Regions from separate parts of the Danio rerio genome. Here region 2 is linked to region 1. A link is a contact called in public Micro-C data. All regions are on one chromosome and are shown on one strand. Each heading gives the region's core, a stretch centred on a gene start, on an enhancer-like site or on the middle of the called end of the contact. The rest is flanking DNA. Distances are from core to core; before and after follow the strand shown.

Region 1 (4,514 bases), core at 489-2,988:
GGACGCCGTGGTGTCTTTCATCGAGTGTGGAAATGCCCTGGAGAAAAACGCCCAGGAGGCCAAATCCCCCTTTCCCATGTATGCAGAAACCGTGGAGCTCATCAAGTAAGACTTCAGAGTAGCTGAAATGCATTTTCTGTATGCTGCTTCAGTAGAGTTTGCTCACAGATGTGTGTGTGTGTGTGTGTTTTTTTTTAGGTACACTATGAAGCTAAAGAGCTACATGGCACCAGATGCAACTTCTCAAGACAAAAGGCTAGCAGTGCTATGGTATGAAGCAGAAACTTTACACTTTACACTTTAGGTCAACAGTGTTATGATTTACAACAGGACTAGCTTTTGCCCTAATGCTGAGTGTCCAGCGAAGTGTTTTTGTGTTGTTGTCAATGTTGGGGCTGCATTTATTGAGCACATGCAGCATTTTCCTGCTACTTGTGTGTATTGTACTGAGAAGGGTTCTTAAATAAATTTATTTATTTATTCATTTTATTTTTCTATAGTTTATATATTTTTTTTCTATTTTATTAATTATTATATACTTTTTAAAAATGTTGTTGTTGTTTTTAATTTTATATTAAATATTTTTATATTATATTTATCTTTACATTTGTGTTTATGTATTTTATATTATGTAATATTTAATATTTTTTATATTTTATGTTATTTTTTATTTTAGATTTAATTTAATAAATGTATTTATTTTGTTTTATGTGTATTTTATTTTATGTTTTATGTATTTTTTTATTTTATTTTTTATTTTACATTATATAATATTTGTTATTTTGTTTTATAATTTTTTTTATTTTATATTTATGTATTTTATTATATTTTATATTTAGTTTTTTATATTCGTTTATTTTTATACTTGTTGTTTTTTATTTAATTTTATATTATAAATTTTTGTTTGTAATTTTATATAATACATTTTATATTATATTTTTCTTTATATTTATATTTATGTATTATATTGTGTAATATTTTATATATTTTTATATTAAATTTTTTGTTTTATATTTATTTTTTTCAATTTATTTATTTATATATTAATTTTTTATAATTTTATTTTGGTATTATTAGTTTTAAATAATTTTATTTTATATTATATTTATCTTGATATTTATGTATATTATTATACTTTATTTAATATTTTTATGTTTCATTTTATATTTAATTTTATTTTATATTTTAATTATTTTTGTTCTATTTTGTTTTTTTATATTTTATTTTATATTATAACCATTTGCCATTTGCTTGTAACTTAATGTTATATATTTTTATATTATATTTATATCTCTTTACATGAACAGCTTAATTAGGTAATGTTTACTTACTCATATAATCTATTAACAAATATGTTAGTGTATAACTTGACCTAGTAATAAACAACACATTTATTCAGCAAAACTGAATCCTTGTTCATAACTTACAATGTTAGTTAACAGCATCAGGTAAATCAGGTTCAGAACTACACAAACCTTTGTTCATGTTACCCACTCGTATACTAATTGCTAGAGCTTATAAGTTCATAGTTCCTGATTTACGTCAGGGACAAAGGAGGACAGAATTGATGTGCATTACATCGAAACATCAGCTTGTTAACCCTTTACTGACATGATTTGTCATTAACAAAGCATTCGTTAATAATATTAGGAACATTATTGTAAAGTATACAGTATTGAAACGTTACCTAATACTTCACTAACAGCCATTAACTCTTCGAACATGACTCACCCCCTTTTAACAAAACAAAACAGCGCCCTCAAGAGGACGGGAATTGTAAAAAATGACAAATATGCATTAAAGAAGTGCTGTATTCTCTCACTGAAATACTGCATTCCTCTCACACAGATTGTTTTCTCAGAAAAGAAAGCATTTTCTGGGAAACTTGACGTTCATTTTTGCAATAGCATTGCCGTTCACCACAACAACAACAAAAGAAAACGTTAAGATTGATTACGGTAATATGTTCACCAAGAGAATTTAAGGCTCGCTCGCTGAAGAGTTGCGTTTCACTCTGGATACTCTACATTCGCTCGCAGAAGTATTGCTTTTCCCACAAGAAAGAAGAAAAATGTCATGTATTTCATCCTCCCGCCTCATTATTTACATCGGTTTTGTTACGAGGAATGCATAAGTCTTGCGAAGTTATGCAGAGTTTCTCAGGGAGATGAAACGCTATGCAGGAGATCATTGAAATGTTTTGCTCAGTCATCATCATTCATGCCTTTAAAGATATTTCATGAATGTTTGATATTTGATTCTAATTTGAGCAATGAAGTAAATGGAGATGAAGCTGTTACCCGATGTGTGTGCAGGGTTTTGTTAAAACTGATGTTATAATCTCTGTCTCTGCAGTCTTCGATGTCAAGCGCTCCTGTATTTGAGGCTTTTCAAGCTGCGGAAAGAAAGTGCACTGAAATACTCTAAAACACTCACTGAACACTTGAAGGTAACATTATTTTGCTTTTAAAATGATTATAATAGGGTGCTGTAACTATTAGTGTCTGCCACTATTTAAAGGTTTGGGGTCTGTAAGATTATTTAAAACTTTTTTTTCCATGTAAAATGTTTTTTTTAATTACAATGACTTTTTTTTTTATTAGTGTAATGATTCACAATGTGTTTTTCTATTGCATTAGAAAAGGAAATCCGTTTTAAAGATTATATTCTGATGGTTAGGGTTTACTACTTATCACAGTTTTTTCTTTCTCAATGTCTTTGGAAATATTCAAAGAAAAAAAACTATCATGATTATTACAAATAACAAGAAAACAACAATTATTTGACTTGAAAGTCTCTTGGTTTTTTTCTTAAATAAGAAAGATCTTACTGACCCAGACTTTTTTTTAACTGTAGTCTATTTCTAAGAAGTCTATTATAAAAAAAATACACTCCGGCCACTTTATTAGGTACACCTTACTAGTACCAGGTTGGACCCCCTTTTGCCTTCAGAACTGCCTTAATCCTTCATGGCATAGATTCAGCAAGCTACAGGAAATATTCCTTAGAGATTTTGCTCGATGTTGACATGACAGCATCACACAGCTGCTGCAGATTTTTCGGCTGCACATCCATGATGTGAATCTCCCATTCCACCACAATCCAAAGGTGCTCTTTTTGAATTGAGATCTGGTGACTGTGGAGGCCATTTGAGTACAGTGAACTCATCGTCATGTTCAAGAAACCAGTCTGAAATGTTTCGGGCTTTGTGGCATGGTCTGTTATCCTGCTTGAAGTAGCCATCAAAAGATGAGTACACTGTGGTCATAAAGGCATGGACATGGTCAGTAACAGTACTCGGGTAGGCTGTGGCGTAGACACCATGTTCAGTGGGTACTAATGGGCCCAAAGTGTGCCAAAAAAAATCTCCCCCACACCATTACACCACCACCAGCCTGAACTGTTGATACAATGCAGTATGGATCCATCCTTTAATGTTGTTGATGGCAAATTCTGACCTGACCATCCAAATGTGGCAGCAGAAATGGAGACTCATCAGAGCAGCAACATTTCTCTGATCTTCTATTATCCAATTTTGGTGAGCCTTTGTGAATTGTAGCCTTAGTTTCCTGTTCTCAGCTAATCTAATAAAGTGGCCAGTGAGTGTAATATGTGTGTGTATGTGTGTGTGTGTGTTTGTGTGGGTGTGTGTGTGTGTGTGTGTATATATATATATATAACTTTTGTTTAACTTTTGTTTATGTTTGTCAAAGGAGAAATGTGATTTTTAAAATGAGATTTTCCAAGTGAAAATGATCTTCTTTTTTCCCCTCCCAGAATTCATTGAGTAATACCCAAGCTCCGTCTCCTGGAGTAGCAAAGTAAGTTCTCTGCATTGCTTTGTGTGTTTTAGATGTTGTTAAAGGAAAGCTACACCTTTTTCCTCATTTTACAACTCGCCTAATGTTATACAGTTAAGTTTTCCACATGTTTAAATCCATCATTCTCTTTATCTAGCAGGAGTACTTTTAGCTTAGCTTAATATAGATCATTGAATCAGATTAGACCATTAGCATCTCACTCCAAAACAATCTGACTCTTCTGTAGTATAATTTTGTACTAAGACTGACTGAAAATGTGAAGTTGCTATTTTCTAGGCTGATATGCCTAGGAGCTATACTCTCATCCTGGCGTAATAATCAAAAAACTTTGCTGCCGTACCATGGCTGCAATAATATTATGCAGATTTTCAATAGTAATGCAGGTGTTGGGCTTGGTGCTGTAAACTGCATAATATCATTGCACAAGCATCCAGCTTTAATTAGGAAAATTATTGAAACACTTTTTTCGGTTTTGAGCGAGATGCTAATGGTCTAATCCGATTCAATGATCTATGCTAAGCTAAGCTAAAAATGCTCCTGCCAGACCTGAAGATCAGCTTTAAGTGAGTTGCAAATGAGCCTATTTCCAAAAAACAAAAGGTTGTTCCTTCAAACCTCATTAAGATGTGCTGCTCGGGGCAGTATGTAACCATGGATGTGCAGATTTGCATTGATTATGATTGTCAAGAAGCA
Region 2 (4,343 bases), core at 503-3,002, 130 kb after region 1:
CCTATATAGCATTTTGTATGGAAGGTAAATCCTGCCAACTTTAAATAAATCAAATAAAAAATGGAAATTAAAATTAAAATCAGATTAACAATTTTATTTTAAAACACTGTTCGCAAAATATCGGCCAAAGTTGAAAACAAAATGAAATTATTTAATTTTTTTTCATTTTCACTTTGACAACACATCGTCCCTGTCAAATTGATAATTAAAATGAAGTTGCCGATTTAACATTACATTTTCACTGCATTTCCACGTCAAGACTGCCAATATTAAAATAAAAAGCCAAACTGAAAAATAAAATGCAACACAATTTTTACAAAGCGTGTTATTAATATTCACGCTATAATAGTGACACAATTCAAATTAAAATGTAAATTTAAGCTTTCCTTTTATTGACACTTTTTCATTTCAATTTTCATTTTCGATTTCATTTTCAACCTCAACCTGTATGCAAAGCCTGTGCTAATCAGAAACTAGAACTGCCACTGACCAGCATGGTGTGATTTGTGGGAAGGTGTGATAAAAATACCATGTTAAACTCTTCCAACCAATCTCCCTCCAATTCTGCGAGCATTTGCATTGATTCCTCCATATTATTGTCCAATCCTCTTCTGCTATACCCTTCTCCCCTTCTTTCTCCCACTTAGTTTTAATACAAATCGTCAAGTGTGTATGTACACTGCAAAAAAAGCCTTTCTATTGCTTTTCTAAATTGTATATTTCTATTATTTATGCAAAAAAACTCTTGTTTTTAGTCTTGATGTCAGATGCTCACCCCATTAGCAGATCATTTAGCTTGTTTAGAGGAAAAACTCGCTTTATTATCTTCAACAAGATAATAATTTTTCTTCTTTATTTAAGATTTTTTTTGTACCAGAAACAAATCAAAGTAAAATATACAAGAGTATAAAATGTGTGAATGCGACAGTGTATGGGTGTTTCCCAGTACTGGGTTGCAGCTGAAAGGGCATCCGCTGCGTAAAACATATGCTAGTTGACTGTTAGTTGACCTCTAATAAATAAGAAACTAAGCTGGAGGAAAATTAATGAATATGGTTGCAAACAATTTATGTGGGCAATTTATAAACAATTTATGAAAACAAATTTAATTAGTAATGTTCAATCTAATTTGTTTGTTCAATTAAATTCAGCCCATGTAAATTATTTGCGACCACCTTAAAACAAATCAAATGATGATTTTTTTTTTACGTTCAGTGTTGGCTTGTCCAGTGTACTTGTGATGTCCATGACAAATAAATCAATAAATATCTGTAATCTGCTCAGTTACATGAGAAGTTCGAGCAGCTGAAGCGAATGCACCAGGAGGAGAAGAGGAAAGTGGAGGAGAAGAGACGCGAGCTGGAGGAGGAGATGAACGCTTTCAATAGGAGGAAAGTGGCCGCCGAGACCCTCTCGCTCTCACAGCCCCTCAAGAAGGACAAGGACAAGAAAAAGTGAGTTCGCTTGTCTTCTTATTCCTCTTTTTCTTTAATGTAGAGTGTATTAATTCTATTGTTTATAATCAGACTTGATAAAAACAGTCTGCAGAAACGCTTTGAATGTCATTCTCCCTTTGTACGTGTCATCAGAGGGGGAAAGTCCCACCCAATAGTGACCATCTCTTCCTCATTAGCATAGGGTGTTAGTCTTTTTCCTAAACATCGTTTATTTTTACCACAAAACAGCAGGTTGAGGTTTTGAGCTCGTTCTGCTGTCAGGCCTGTGCTTCATGGGCGCCATCTTGTGGTTACTCGCATGTTTACACGGCGTCCATTTTGTGGTTTAAACCTGACGCGGTCCAGCATCTGAAGGAAAGCTGATCATATTCGACTCAAAACAACTAACACTCGGTCAGAATATAAAACAAATCCTCTGATTGTGATATATTTTTAATTATCTATATCACAAACTAATTTTAAAGGCACAATGTGTACGTTTTTGTCATTGATGCCTCTGAAAAAACACTAGAACACAATGTGTTATTGCTGATTTATTCATCCCAAATGTTTTAAGGAATGATCAAATCCAGAGAAATAATCACTTTTAACAAGTGTTAAACTAATTCTTTGATTGAATTTTAAAATACCTTTATCACAATCTGAGTTAAAGGCAAGTGTTTTTGTCATTCAAACCACTAGAACAGTGTTATTTGGCTGATTTATTCACTTATGTTATCCCAGTAAAGGGATACAGGATGTAAAGGCACAATGTGTACGGATTTTTCATCCAAATACCTAAAAATCACTAGAACCGTTTGTATTTAGCTGATTTATGTACTTATATTATCCCAAATGATTCAAAGAATGACCAAATCCAGAGAAATCTCACTTTTAACAAGTGTTAAACAAACTCTTTAAGTCATTTTGAAAACACCTTTATCATTTTTAAGACACAATATGTACATTTTTATCATTCAAACATCTAAAAGTCTATAGAACAATGTTATTTTGCTGATTTATTCGCTTATATTATCCCAAATGTTTAAAAGAAAGATCGAATCCAGAGAAATAATCACGTTTAAAGTGTTATGGACTGTGTGCTGTGTGTTCATGCTAATGACGTCACACACCCTCAATATTCACTGTGGTTTTCTAGAAAACATGGAAATACTTCAGTGTTTTTCTTCACGGTTATCTTACTTCATGTTACCATGATTATAAGTGTTGAATTTTTTACTCATTTATCAACATGATTTCTGCTGGAATCTGTAGAATGATCCCATAAATCCACACTCAGCAAAATACACGTTTGTTTGTTGTGAATACGCGCCCCCTAGTGGCCAAAACTACATACTGTGCCTTTAAGCTAAATAAACTGCCAGCTATCAGCCTTAAAATGATAGTACACACAAAAATAAAAATGTTGTCATCAATTTGACATCGCCTGCAGTCCCATTTAGCAATTTGATAGCAACTGTCTTTTATATAGAAGCGTAATTGATTTTTAAAAACGAGGAGTGTGTTTGATGTAACTGATGTGTTTTATCTTTTAGAATAAAATGTGAAAGTATCTTGAGTTTGTGGTTACCACAAACCTTACTTAAGCAATTTAACCAAAATCCCATTAAAAAAAAAAAAAAAAAAAAACATTGGCTTTAGGTCACGGGAACCGCAACTGCTAAAATGCTAACTTGCTTCTGGGTTTTTGCATACAAATTGCCGTCCTCATCCACTCTATAAGTGTTAAATATTTTACTCATCCATCTACATGATTTCTGCTAGAGTTGTGTAGGATGATGAAGACCACAACTCCCATGAATCCACACTCCTCAAAATACATCTTTGTTTGTTGTGAATACGCCCCCCCTAGTGGCCAAAACTACATACTGCGCCTTTAAGCTTAGCAAACTGCCAGATATTGACCTTAAAGTGATCGTACACACACAAAAAAAAATTCTGTCATCATTTACTCATCATTACAAACCTGTTTGTGTTTGTTTTGTCTGTTAAACACTAAAGAAGATATTTTGAAAAATGTTGAAAACCGGTAACCATTAACTTGGTAATTAAAGGGAATTACTTCAGTCTTACTCTGCTTCATAATATCATGGTGTAAGTGTTAAATACTTCACACAGATGATAAAGACCACAACTCCCATGAATTCACACACATTAAAAATACACCTTTGTTTGTTGTGAATACGCCCCCCCCAGTGGCCAAAACTACATACTGCGCCTTTAAGCTGAACAAACTGCCAGATATTGACCTTAAAGTGATCGTACACACAAAAATAAAACTTCTGTCATCATTTACTCATCATTACAAACCTGTTTGTGTTTGTTTTGTCTGTTAAACACCAAAGAAGATATTTTGAAACATGTTGAAAACCGGTAACCATTGACTTCTGTTGTATTTTTTGTTCATACAATGAAAGTCAGTGGCTGTATTTTCCAACATTCTTCAAAAAATATTGTTTTGTGTTCAACAGAAGAAAGAAACGAATTCATTTAGAGCCACTTGAGTGTAGGTAAATGGTGAGGAAATGTTCATTGTTGTGTGAACTGACCCTTCAGCTGCATTATAGACTCGGCGGATGCTTCAGTTCTGGACAATATGACTCAAAATTCCTGCAGTAATTTTCAGTGAATGTTTAGTTTTCATCCCAATATGACAGCATGCTTGTATTTCTGTATTTCTCAGTGCTTTTATGATCATATTCATGTGTTCATTTGCATGTTTCCACCTTTTTTTGTTCCTCATTTTTCCGTTGATACTCATTTTCCTGTTTTGTGTTTGTTTGTTTTTTCTTTCAGTTAATTTATGAGCACATCGCAGGCCATCCATGGACTTTCCTTCATTACATTTGCAGCGTCGCCTTTTGATTTGTTTAGTTTTTTTGACAT

The links. A called contact is a pair of places that touch in the nucleus more often than the background predicts.
Region 2: a contact with region 1 is called in a Micro-C map of caudal fin, with 6 times the contacts expected there. The contact joins two enhancer-like sites. A contact is called at or near these places in 3 of 18 Hi-C or Micro-C datasets (caudal fin, hematopoietic stem cells and an unstated tissue).

The regions. Positions count from the first base shown.
Region 1 is chr21:46,986,598-46,991,111 of GRCz12tu, forward strand. aff4 (AF4/FMR2 family, member 4) reads left to right here. Exons shown (of 20, transcript XM_679235.12): 15 at 1-105; 16 at 199-270; 17 at 2,356-2,449; 18 at 3,778-3,821. Among named protein-coding and RNA genes, the nearest start is that of shroom1, 12 kb to the right of the region's middle. Within about 2 kb of position 1,739, at least 3 of the 62 cell types and tissues checked have an H3K27ac peak or open chromatin away from gene starts, as enhancers often do. A contact at or near this core is called in caudal fin, where this site is marked.
Region 2 is chr21:47,116,994-47,121,336 of GRCz12tu, forward strand. septin8a (septin 8a) reads left to right here. Exons shown (of 10, transcript NM_001115117.1): 9 at 1,285-1,454; 10 at 4,254-4,343. The coding sequence ends at 4,257. Among named protein-coding and RNA genes, the nearest start is that of ccni2, 26 kb to the right of the region's middle. Within about 2 kb of position 1,753, at least 8 of the 62 cell types and tissues checked have an H3K27ac peak or open chromatin away from gene starts, as enhancers often do. A contact at or near this core is called in caudal fin, where this site is marked.